Linked DNA regions of Mus musculus: region 1 is linked to region 2. The links are chromatin contacts, called in public Hi-C maps. All regions are on one chromosome and are shown on one strand. The core of a region is the stretch at or near the end of the contact, and the rest is flanking DNA. Distances in the headings are between cores, read along the strand shown.

Region 1 (6,683 bases), core at 497-2,996, 190 kb before region 2:
ACGAGAGGTGCCTTGGCCTGAGTCAGAGTTGCTGATGTTTTTTCAAGACTTAACTATTATGCTGTCCGTATGGTAGTGTGAGGGCAACAGCATGCCCTGTTCATATGTGTTCAGACCCACAGACTAACCAAGAACAAGCCCTGACACCAGCTCTGGATTCGGGACGATGATGTGTCCATGTAGGCTCCTGAATTATACTGAGTACACCAATCTGATGGCAGATCTCTGTGATGGGAGGATGTACGGAAAGTCTCTGTGCCAACTTTGCAGTGACCCAAAACGTTGGCTCCAAAAATAAATACCCTTTATAAAACCCTTAGCTGTACAGTTAAGTAAATTGGAACATACATGAATCAGTGATTGTGTTTTGAAGTTTCCTTTATAGGTGCTCTGTGTTTTATGGGTCTTGGTCATCGTTAGATGTTGGGAGTCAACAAGCGAAGAGTGTGAGAGAGGAGCCTCTATCTGACCCAGTTTTGGAATTTTTATTTGGGGAGCAAGATACCCTGTGTGGACCCTGTATCTGTACTGATGAGATTAGCTCTAATACCCCAAATAGAGACCATACTTTTAAGATTTTTTTTCCTTTTAAACAGCTTTTAAAATGTTCCCTGTTAGAGCCAATTTAAAATCTCCTTGTATAGTCAAAGGAAAAAAATGATGGCTTTTTTCCTGTTGTCACCTATGGTGGTTTTCCCAGAGCAAGGGTCAGCAAACTACAGCCTGCAGACAGATCAGCCCTCTGTCTGTTTTTATAAATAAAGCTTTATTAGAACACAGCTGTGCCCATTTGTTACATATTATCAATGGCTGTTTTCGTGTGATACAAAGGCATAATGGAATAGTTGTGCTAAAGACCATATGCCCCACAAAATCTTTCTGGCCTTTTATAGGAAAAAAATGTGTCTGAGTCTAAACTAGATGAATAGCATTTCTAACAGCACTAAGAGCTGATAAAAGGCTTGTGTGACTGTGGCCACAGCCGCCTTTGAGGTTTGGCACTTGTGAATCACTAAAGCTTTGCTTGAAGAACAGTGGAGTAACAGGGGGGAACTGTTTAGAAAACAAGCGAAATAGTTTATTTTCAGCTAAGCCACTTAAGTATAAAATGTAACTGAAGAAGAACATGGAAGCCCTTCTTTTTTTTCTTTTTTTTTTTTTTTTACCATGTCTGCTGAATTTTCTTTGCATTTCTTCCCCTTTGTCATGAGGCCCCATGAGGTTGAGATCAGTAATTACGTTGGCAATAGTGTGGTTTGTATGCCTGGGGTCTCAAAGGCGGGTTAAAGGAGGTTTGCTGCAGAAAGGATTCATCTCCCAACCTTTTGGTTGAAAGCATTTAGAAGTGTTTTCTGTTTGGAGATTCGTCAGGCTTAAGAGATCGGACTTAACAAGCTGCATCCTGTCGGTGAAGCTGGGTAGTTTCCATTGTTGGCCCATTCTGGGAAGCGAGAGACAAAACACACCTGCTCGGCATGACTTAGAGCAAATAGAAGGAAGTTAGCATGGAGTCTGGATGAGAGAGATATGATTCACTGAGGGAGAATGGCCAGCTGGCAAGATTTCTTCCTGAGCTAGAATCACAGCAGAACTGCAGCCCTGGCCATCACTGGCTCCTGTGGAGCCAGGCAGCCTCTCCAGGATAGGCAGAAGTTGGTTTTGGTGCTTTGGGAAAGCAGAGGCTTACCAAGGCTCTCCCAAAGCAGCTCCCTCCCACACCAGCCCTGCTGGCACACCTCCAGGCCCCTCTTGTTCCTGAGCCACTTGGTTTTTCATTGGTCACTTGTATTTCTCGTAGGTGGTGTGCCCACAAGAGTGATTCCTATTATTCCTGTATGTTAATGAGCAAGTAATAGATCGTTAGTATTCAGCAGACGCTGCTGCTGGGCTTGCTTAGCTGGTATTTTGGTTTTCTGCTAATCATTGGAGAAGATTGTTCCCCAATTAAAGGAGAATGCACCTTTAATAAGAAGTACTTCAGCTCTCAAAAAATGATACATGCGATCATTGTAGTCGCCCTTGCATGTCTTCTCTGTGTGGTGCCCAGCCAGGTTTACAGTGCGGTTTCAGTTTGGGGATGCTCCAGGCGCAAACCTTGAGCAACACAACCTCTTCTTCCCTTCTTACAGATGTTCAGGCAGTTGCTTACGAGGAACCAAAACACTGGTGCTCTATTGTGTACTATGAGCTCAACAACCGTGTGGGTGAAGCGTTCCACGCCTCGTCCACCAGCGTGCTGGTGGATGGTTTCACAGATCCGTCCAACAATAAGAACCGCTTCTGCCTTGGCTTGCTCTCCAACGTTAACCGGAATTCCACTATTGAAAACACCAGGCGACATATTGGGAAAGGTGAGCTTTCCCTTTTCTCTGCTTGCAAACGTTCGTCTCTTATTCCTCTAGAAGTGACTCAGTCATTCCTGTGGCAAATGCCAGTGAATGTTCAGACACTGCTATTTGAAGACATTTTCCAATTCATATTATTGAAGACTGTGCTAATTGATGATCTTAGTGGTTTTTTCAACTCTGATAATGTTGTTAGGAATTAGTGCATAGTGTGGCTTGCTACTGTGGGCAGTACTCTGATGTTTTTGTTATAAAAATATCTTATTAAGAATTTTTACATTTATTGCCTATGTGTGCATGCGCCTGTGTGCATGTGTACGTGTGTGCTCGAGGGTCTTGATCAGAGGACAGTCAGGGAGTCGGTTCTCTCCTTCCATCCTGTGGCCATCAGAAATCAAACTCAAGTCATCAGCTTGGTGGCAAGCACTCTCCCCATTGAGCCACGTCGCCATCCCACCTGTCTTTCTTAATAGACTTAATTATTTATTAGTGGTAAATTAGAACAGTTCTGTAACGTTTACATGCATTTACTATATGATTAAGCAAATGGCTAAACGTGTAGGTAGGTGCTCAGCTCAGCTTTGCCTGCGAAGTAAGGAGCATGCAGTCATGAAGGAGTGTGGCATCCCTTGGAAGTGTCGGTATAAAATCATAAATTAATGACATGGTGTGTGTTTATATGCTGTTGTGCATGTCTATATGTGAGCCTGTCTATATGTGACCCTCTGAACATGCAGGTAGTTTTTCTACCCTGTGTACCGAAAGGGCAAAGAAGCAAAGATACAAAGTATTGACAAGCACATGCCTAGGGTCCATATCATTGCTGCTAATATCTGTCCCCACTGAGGGAGATGGTGGCTGCCTCCAAAGCTGGGACGAGGCAAGCCCGGAGGATCTCCTGTGAGAGAATGGGAAGGAAGGATTCAGAAAGCCACAGCCACGGGTGCCTCTTGGCATTCAACTCCCACCTCACAGCTCAGTAACCAGAATCTATCTGTCCTTTGGTCTCCATGGTGGGTGTGTTCTGAGACCCGAGAGGCTCAGTTCCCACACATAAAACAGTGTAGCAGTAACTTACCACACTTCACCTTTCAAGTGTCCTTCTGAGAACCATACCTACTGCAGAGTTCATGTCATGTAAACAGTATCACTGCTGAGTGAATCGTGAGGAGACAAAGCCTGCACATGTTAGGGTTGGTGCTATCTGAAAACATCGTTTTTGATCTGCGAGTAGTTGAAACTGGATTCCAGATCCACAGATAATGAGGAGCAACTATAATTAACTGCAGTAGTGGATCTTACGATACTGCTGGGTGTGGTGGTGGTGAGCCTAACTCCTGTAATACCAGCACTTAGGAGGTGTGAAGCAGAAAATCAGGAATCCCAAGCCAAGTCTACACAGTGAGATTCTGTCCAATAAGCAAATTCTAATTGATACAGCCATAGGAATCATTAGTAGAGAAATGACTTAATTGGAAAGTCCAGTCGCTAAATGACCAGTGAGTGCTAGAATACAAAAGTCATTGTTTTTGCAACCATTGAGTAAGGACCACGGAAGAGTCATTGGTGTGGGGCTGGTGAGGCAGCTCAGTGGGTGGGTGAGGGGGCTGGCTGCCTAGCCTGAAGGACCTTAGCTTAGTCCCCAGGACTGCCCGGCGGGAGAAACTCAGCTCCCGTGCTTTGCCCTCTGACCCCACCACCATGCTAGCCCGTGCTTCACACGTGCATACATCATTTCTGCAGACCAAACAAGGAAGTGAATGTTATAAAACAGCCGTCAATATATGCCAAATATGAAGAGAAGTTTTATGACAGAGCATTTGCATATTTTAAAATATTTCTCTAAAAGCTATTTTAGTTGCAAGGCAGAGTAAAAATAAATTTATACAGTGGATAAATCTGCATAGCCAGTAAATTGTTTGATTGATCCCCCATCGGGGCATCACCAGTGAGAGGCAGACAAGGAGCATGTGCTAGGGAATTAGAGGCAGGCAGATCTCCAGGAGTTGCAGGCCAGCCAGGAGACAGTGGGACCCTGTCTTTAAATAAATAAATGAAGTAAAAAAAAAAAATAAAAGAATCAACATCTGTAGAAATAGATCAAATAAAAAAGGAGGATATTTTAATAAGGCATAAGAGGCATTTAAGGAAGTGTTCTAAGATTATTCTTAGAGGAAACCAAACAGATGGGATTAGGTAGACATCTTAATATGATCAAAGGAGGGGAAAATGGAAATGACAGCTTAAGGTGAACATAGGCTCACAGCTCACATGGGTGCTTTCCTATGCCTGTAAACACAGGGTACATTTAGAATATACACCTATCAATACATTCAAAATGGAGGAGTGTTTGTTTTGCTAAATTTTATGGGGACTTTGACCCCCAAAGTAGGAAAAACCCACATCGTAGAATTTCCTCTTTAAGACATTACAAGGGACTGGGTGTGGTGGAGCACGCCTTTAATCCCAGTACTCAGGAGGTGGAAGCAGAGGCAGGCGGATCTCTGAGTTTGAGGGCAGCCTGGTCTACAAAGTGAGTCCAAGATATCTATGGTTATAGAAAGGAAACCCTGTCATAACCACCCCCTCAAAAAAAAAAAAAAAGATTAGGAGTAACATAAGGGTACTGGGGCTGCACTTCCTGAAATCACCCCAGATGCCAGAGTAGTGGACTCAGTGTAGAATTTCAGATGGTGGAAGAAGCCGGGGTCATCATGACAGATAAGCCGAGGACTCACATCCTGACCCTCAAGCAGCAGCAGACGCCATGCCAACATCGATGCAGGTGGCATGTTGATACAGTCTTCTTGGGACATGTCCCACTAGAAATGGACATGAGGTGTTCCCCTCCCCCTGGACAGCTCAGGGGTAGCCTTCATGTCCATCCCTGTCACTCTGTTTACCTGGAAGCTTGTACTGCCACTTCCCCTGACCTGGTGTGTTATTGCTTTTATGTTGCTGTGTTGAAACCATAACCAAGGCAACGAGAGAACAGAGTTCACGTGAGCTTACGGTTCCAGAGAGACGAGCCCAGCACTGCAGGAAGGCCAGCGCGGCGGCACGAGCATGGTGCTTAGAGCAGAAGCAGGTGGCTCACAACTTGAACGGCAAGCACAAAACATAGAGACCGTGAACTAGAAGTGGTCTAAGCCTTTAAACTCCCAAAGCTCACCTCTACTGACACTTCCTTCCAGGGCTAAGAGAGACAGAAAATAATTGCATATACAGGCAACCTTTGGTCCTTAAAGGGTTGGCTGAATATTGTATACCAATTTCAAGCAGATAGTAATTCTTTCTGTAGGATTTGTGACTTAAAATGTGATACCAAGATTACTTGGAAAGGTTAATAAGAATAGTTAAAAGTTATAATGGACGGACAAGTAAAGAAAAAATTCTGACATTAGGGCTAGTAAATATTACAAGTAAATCAATCAGATTTGCTGTAGAGAAAACAGCAAAGTACATGAAACTCATACTGTATTGCACATGAGAGCTGATGTTAGGTGTTGGCATCAGGTCAGCAGCATTCGCTACTGGTCCTGCATGTCACACCACATGTCACACCACACGTGGGAATGAGTTACTGGGTGTCCGTAACAAGGCAAACAATTCAAAAGGCTCTGTGAAAACACATTCGATCCAAAAGGTCGTTTGCCTCAATAAAAGTCATAAAAATTCAGCTAAACTTCTCTAGGTTAAAACATATGTCACTATCTATCATCTGTCTGTCTATACACACACACACACACACACACACACACACACACACACACATACACATAAAATGAATAACATTGAAGGACAAAGGAGTAAGAGGAAAATACAAGATAAGTCATTTCTATCTGGCCCTAAATATAGAACTCATAAAAAAATAAAATAAAAATAAAAACCCTACAACCGCAGCAGAATAGACAGGTGAGCAGTAAAGACGGGGAGTCCACAGGAGACACACAAATGGCCACTAAGCTATGAGTGCATGGCCAGCCCCACATGCAAATTATAATGATTGTATTATTTTTCAGCTGCAAGCATTTTGCTCACTGATGAGGGTCAGATGAACGAAGCACCCGCACAGTGCTGTTGTGGGTGTAAATCGACACAAGAATTCTGGAATTCATGCAATTCTAGGGTTTTCGATCTAGCCCTTTAACTTCCAGGAATCTCTTATAGATACCCGTAACAATTGGTCCAGTGACATTTGTCATGACTGCAATAAAAGAAAATAGTTGTCAGCAGTGCACTTTGGGAGAGCACTTGGATAACAGGACAGTTGGGCAGAGGTTTAAAAGTTTGCTCAGCACAGGATCCCCAATGAAGGAGCTAGAGAAAGGACCCAAG
Region 2 (6,095 bases), core at 1,853-4,352:
TGCAGGAGTTGGTTTTCTCCTTCCACCTTGGGGTCGCAGGGTCGGAACTCGGGATGCCAGCTTGGCAGCAAGCACCTTTACTCACTTAGCCCTCTCACTGCCTCCATGCACTTCTGTAATGAGGAAAGTTGTGGCTGTGGATGTAGGTGAAACAGGATGAAGTTACACCTTATTGAGCACTTATTTTCTTCCCGGTACCATACTAAAGCCAAGAGTTCTATCTTTGGCTTTATTTAATCTTCATAACAGCACAGAAAAATTGGAATCATTATTAGCTTCATTCTGTAGATGAGAAAAAGTCACGAAGAATGATGAAGGAGTTAGCATGTTCCCATATAGTTGGAAAGGGGGAGAGGTGGGTTTTGAACCTGGGATGCTCCGCTCGGAAAAATACATACTCTGCAGCTTGTCCAGACAGTGAGCGCGTTACTCCTCTCAGAAAAGACCTTTAATGTCTGTCAAGTAGAGTCTGGCTGCTGGTGCTGGCCTGAAGATCCATCTAGGCTGATCACCTTACTTGAACCTGGTGCTACAAAGGTCAATGCCACACGCTTAGTTTTCCTCTTTCCTAGGAGGCAAGTGCCACCATATCCCGTGGCCTTGGCTCAAAATACAACTGTGGGAGCCTTGCACATGGAACAACAGATGCTCTGTTGAGGGATGGGGTGCTGTCAGAACAGGAAGCTCTGGTGTAAATGTAACTGTATCCTAAACACGTACCTTATTAGCAAGGAGTTTTGGAAAAGCTTAGAAATGACTGTCAGGGCTCTGCCATGATCAATACAAATGAATGAAAAATCAGAGCCATCTCTTTTTAATCATCTCAGGAGTGGGCAAGAGTGAGAAGTAGATTTTTGGCTCATGTGCCAGAAATGTAAATACCCAACAGCCTGGGATATTTTTAAGTAACACATAATCTACAGTTCAAGTCCAAAGCTGCTAAGCCAAATGAGAAGTGCGTATCTTTTTTGAAAAGCATCATCTTCCAATTTCAATTCTCAAATTGAAAAGGAAACCAAATAAAATCGCAAAAAAATCTTTGAGGCAGCTGAGTATGGTAAGGAGTGCCTATAACAATTAGCGGGTATGGGGTACGCACTGAGGAAGTGGAGACATGGGGTCCCTAGGACAAGCTAGCCAGACTCAGAGACTCAGGGAGCACGGGGCTCACAAGAGACCTCAGTAAACAAGTAGAAAGTGATTGAAGAAGATGCCCAGCATCAACCTTTGACTCCCAGACATATACCTGTGCACATGTATGCGCGCTTCCACAGACCTGGGGGACGGGAGTACTGGAAGTTCAACACCAGGCTGGGCTGCTCCTTACACAAAAAATTCAATGCAACCAGTAGTTTGTTTACCAAATAAGACATTAGAAAAATCAAATAATTGGATGCTTTCTCTCTATGAGGAAAACATAATGTATTAATCTTTGACAGGGTTTTTATGTAGCCTATCATGTTCCTGAATTTGCTATGAAACAGATGAGGACTCCCTTGAGCTTCTGAGCCTCCTGCCTCCTCAGTACTGGGTTAAAGGCTACACCATTATGCCTGATCCGTGGTGCTGCAGATGGCATCAGGGCTTCATGCATGCTTGGCAACTTGCCACTATCAACTGGGCTGCACCTCACCTCCCAGATGCAACACACTAGTCAGGCACTCTGCTTGTATTATTCTTACATATTTTAACTACTTTTTGTCTCTATCCTTTCTTCTTTTATATAGATACTAGAGGACAATAAACACTTGTGATCTGAAAAAAAAATCTGGCTGCAGGCAAGAGAGAAAGAGGCATTGATTCATGATATGTAAATGAATGTAAGTGATTTTTCTACAAGTGAGCTGAGAAGTGGCTACCTTTCTGCACTGTAACACAAGTGCTTTACCTTTGGTAACAAAGGTTCAGCGTCCTTTCGAGACTTTATCTCAATAGAACCTCTGTCTCATCTTCTAAGGACTAGGGAGCAATTGGAAAAAGAATATTATTCTCTAGTTCACAGACAATTTATGGGATGTAAAAGCTAATTTCCCAACTGACGTCACATGGTGAAACCACTTATCTAGGACTTCCCATCCCCCAATGCCTGCTTCTCAAGAGGCTGAAGTTCAGATTAATCACACCGCATAGTAAGAGCTGTGCATAGCATATCAGCCTTCAAACTGTTGAGTGCACTATGGGTCATGGACTAACAGGGGACAGGTAACAGCACTATGGTAATCTTATTTTCCAGTTTGGGCATGTGCACATTTGTAACCTTAGTGGCACTTGAACACAGATTTTTGCATCTAATATTAATGCAGAAACTCACAAATACTTGTGGAATTGGATCACTGCCATGTTCTAATTTCAGTGGGAATGTGTGGCTGCTTTTGCAACAGATGCACTTGTTTCTAGGTCCTGTTGGTGACTCCTGGGTTGAGACTGTGAACATTCTAATCTTTACAGGAGACGGTGTCAAGTTAACGTCCTACAGATATCCCATCTCATTTCATACTTTTAAAAGCCACTGTAGAGCCAACACCTGTAAAGGCTAGTGGCAGGGCGCCGTGACTCGTCAGTATCCAACACTTAGTATTGTGTGTACGTGTGTGCTCTTGTGTGTGGGGTGAATATGTGTTCATGTGGGTGTGTGTGCATGCATGGGTGTAGGAGAGAGGTTGATGTCATGTGTTTTCCTTAATCCCACTGCAACTTATTTTTAAATACTGTTCTTATTAATCTCTTAAGTATTTTATTCTATGTATTTTGGTTATGCTCACCCCTCCTCCACATCTTTTTTGAGACAATAGAGTCTCTGGACTGCACGGCTCACAAGCTCTGGGTACCTACCTACCTATCTCTGTCCTGGGGATTTGAACTTGGGTCCTCATGCCGGCACAGCAGGCACTTTACCAACTGAGCCGTCTCCCCAGCCCTAGATCCATGGAGCTGTTAAAGCAATCACATGCGCAGCAGAACAGAACACTAAATGACATCATACCCCAAATGCTAGCCTGGCTCTGGCGAGAAGCCAAGTAACCACGGGTTACACAGCAAGTTTGCAGAGGTGACTTTTTCCAAAGTTCAGGTTTAACTGAAAAGGCCAGAGACGTGATTCAGACTAGATCTGCTAACCACGTGTGCTGCCCGAGGAGGGTGACCTTACAGTCAGCTGCCCACGGAGAGTGACCAGGGCTGCTTCCTGCCTCCTTCCACTGGCTTCTATGCACACAACTCCACCCCTCAGGCACCAGGATACAGACTGAAAGGTCCTTTTAAGCCACTGTTTCTTGCCCAAGGGACCACATGGCTGATCCTAAATCCCACCTGTTCCTTCTAGGCCTGTGTCTTTCCTGCATCATTAGCTCAAAAAGAAAGGATAAGGATGGAGTTTTTCTTCTGTGTGGAGGAAGTGAAACTGTGAAGCCTCTAATGTGTTAGGACTCTCACTCACTCACAAAATGCTCACCATTTGAGCTAGCCTAGATTTTGATCCAAGTCTATCCATATAATGTCCACAATAATGTTGGCAGAAACCGTTGGATCTCTGAGTTTGAGGCCAGCCTGGTCTACAGAGCAAGTTTTAGGATAGCCAGCCAAGAGAAATCCTGTTCTGAAAAACATAAATGAACAAAGAAAAAAGAAGAAAGAGAGAAAACCAACAGGGACCACTATAACAGGTCGCCGTGTTTCTTCCTCATTGGGTTTGAGGTTAAATGGATACGGAGTCATCCTACTAGTTTTTATGTTGTGAATACCAAGAGACATTGAGAAATTGTGGAGAAGGTGGGATGAAATTTTTAGACCTAACCATGATGTGGGGGTGGGGTGACAATCTCTAACAGGTTAATTTTGAGAATACTGCATTAACTTTGGACCTGCTGTGAAAAACTTTTGGAGAAGAAATCCAAGACAAAGTTTGTGGACTGAGGCGTGGCTGTCCACATGAAGCTCACATCCACAACACCGTATGTTCATATATCTGTAGAAAATACATCCTGTCCCCGTTTATCCTGTGTGTTTTGCGGGTAACATACAGATTCACAGCAGTGAAAGGTTAGAAAAGAACACATTTCAGGAGCTTAACCATCTGAATCATCAACACAGGTTTTGCTCTACATGGTATGGACGTGGGTTTGCCACTTTAAAGACCTGCTACACCTAATCAGTTGCTCATGAGAGCGGAGGCCGGACTCCTGACAGGGTAGGTGTCTGGTACGTTCTGTCTAAGTCTGAAACACCAAATGCTGTTTTTCCGTTGCTGTGAGAAAACACCATGAGCGAGGCGACTTACAGAAGCAAGAGTTTGTTTGGGTTCATGGTCCTGAGGGATAAGAATTGTTCGCGGTGGGCAGGCACAGCAGCTGGCATAGATGTGGGACTGGGAAGAGGACTAGGAGAGCTCACATCCTTTTTTATAAGCACAAGACAGAGAACAAGACAGAAGTGGCATGAAGATGAGGCTCTAATGTCAAAGCCCATCCCCAGCGACATCCCTTCTAGTAAGGCTGCACCCTTAACTTCCCCAAACACTGCCACCAACTGGAAACCTCTACTAGCCTCTGGGGGACAGTCCCATCAAAACCACAACACACCACAGGAACTAAGAGTCTGACTACCATTTGTACATCTTCAAAATAGCATCTCTCTCTCTCTCTCTTTTTTTCTCTAGGAACTTTTCAATGTCTTCGCTAAGGAATGAAGAGAGAATGACCTTGGCTGGTGAGATGAGTCAGGGGATCATGGCTGTCAAGCCTGGCAGTGTGAGTGATGACCCCTGGGACCCACATGATGGAAGAGAGAAGTGAGGCTCACAACGGCCTCTCACCTCCACATGCATGCTGTGGCATGGATGCATCACTCCCCAAAATAAGAAGTAAATCTAGAGCGAAGGACAGAGACAGAGACAGAGACAGGCATCAATTAACTCTACAGAACTTTGCTGGATCAGGCCAGCAATTGCTGGCATTTGGTCAGAAACAGACAAATATGAGGCCAGTCATTTGAAATGGTCAAAGCAGCTGTCACCACTGGCAGTCCCTTCATGTCTACCCATGTGGTTCTGAGGTAAGAGGCTGGCGTTCACAGGGTGGGTCACCAGCACAATTCCCCACCCAGTACAATTCAGCATTAGCTTCAGTTCAGAGCAGATCTCCAGTTTCCGTACTTTAGTGGGGGTTGGATGGGTCATAGCAGCCGCCACACAAAAGTAATCCAAAGCAACAACAATATATACTTGAGACTCAAAAAACAAAACAAAAACAAATGAAATTAATAGACAATCATATGCTTAGTACGTTAAATGCTGACCTGAGCTGATATAAAATGCACTAGCCAGGGGACATAAGTCACCCCACAGTAACTCTGACTCTGCTTGGTCCAGCTCACTACGGTAGGCATTGCTTGAGTACATCCTGAGTTACCTCACTATTGCTCACCCACCCCCCAGCTTTATCATTAGTAGAAATGTACACACTTGAGGGTCCAGGCAGGGTCTGCTGCTCAGGTTAACCCAACAGTGAAATAACAAGCCTGTGTAGACACTGTCATAGCCTATGAACTCTACCCTGGCTGAAGGCCAGCTGGAATTATTAATCAGGCTTTGAGTTCCTGACCTTGAATTAATCCAAACAAGCTATTTCCTCCTGAGGCAAAGCTAGAGGCCCTCTGACACCCTGGCGTTTCTAGTAAAGGAGCCCTTGAGTTTCAGCTTAGCCCACGGCTGTGACCGTGGCCTGTCAGCATCTCTGTGAGCCAATCATGGCCAAGTAACCATGCTCTAGGCAACTGGACTGCCGCAAGTTGTATGTGTAATGTCTAGGTCAAGGCTTCTTAAATTGAGTCATGCCCTGTTATGGGGTAGGGTAGCTGAATGATGGGGGCTGCAAAAGATCTGGCAACAAGAAAAGGTTTCTGGACACACAACAAAGCAAAAATTCATTCAAATTCAACCCCATACCAAATGGTGAATCTGAGTGTTCCTTACAGCAGTCCCTCATGCTGTGTGTACCATGCAACTTCCCCGCAGCCCAGGCTCTGAACTGACAAAATTCATACTTCCTGCTGTAGGTTACATCATACAACGACACGCCATGAAACGTAAAACTTCCATA

The links. A called contact is a pair of places that touch in the nucleus more often than the background predicts.
Region 1: a Hi-C map of muscle stem cells shows a contact between it and region 2, with 2.1 times the contacts expected there. The contact joins two enhancer-like sites. A contact is called at or near these places in 1 of 484 Hi-C or Micro-C datasets (muscle stem cells), 1 of 115 datasets of contacts at active chromatin or transcription factors (microglia) and 2 of 9 other capture datasets (adipose tissue and liver).

The regions. Positions count from the first base shown.
Region 1 is chr8:79,345,259-79,351,941 of GRCm38.p6, reverse strand. It overlaps Smad1 (SMAD family member 1), which reads left to right. Exons shown (of 7, transcript NM_008539.4): 5 at 2,130-2,351. Among named protein-coding and RNA genes, the nearest start is that of Smad1, 51 kb to the left of the region's middle. Within about 2 kb of position 1,746, at least 103 of the 459 cell types and tissues checked have an H3K27ac peak or open chromatin away from gene starts, as enhancers often do. A contact at or near this core is called in adipose tissue and muscle stem cells, where this site is marked.
Region 2 is chr8:79,160,023-79,166,117 of GRCm38.p6, reverse strand. All of the region lies in intron 8 of Zfp827 (zinc finger protein 827), which reads right to left. Among named protein-coding and RNA genes, the nearest start is that of Gm30271, 39 kb to the left of the region's middle. Within about 2 kb of position 3,102, at least 100 of the 459 cell types and tissues checked have an H3K27ac peak or open chromatin away from gene starts, as enhancers often do. A contact at or near this core is called in adipose tissue and muscle stem cells, where this site is marked.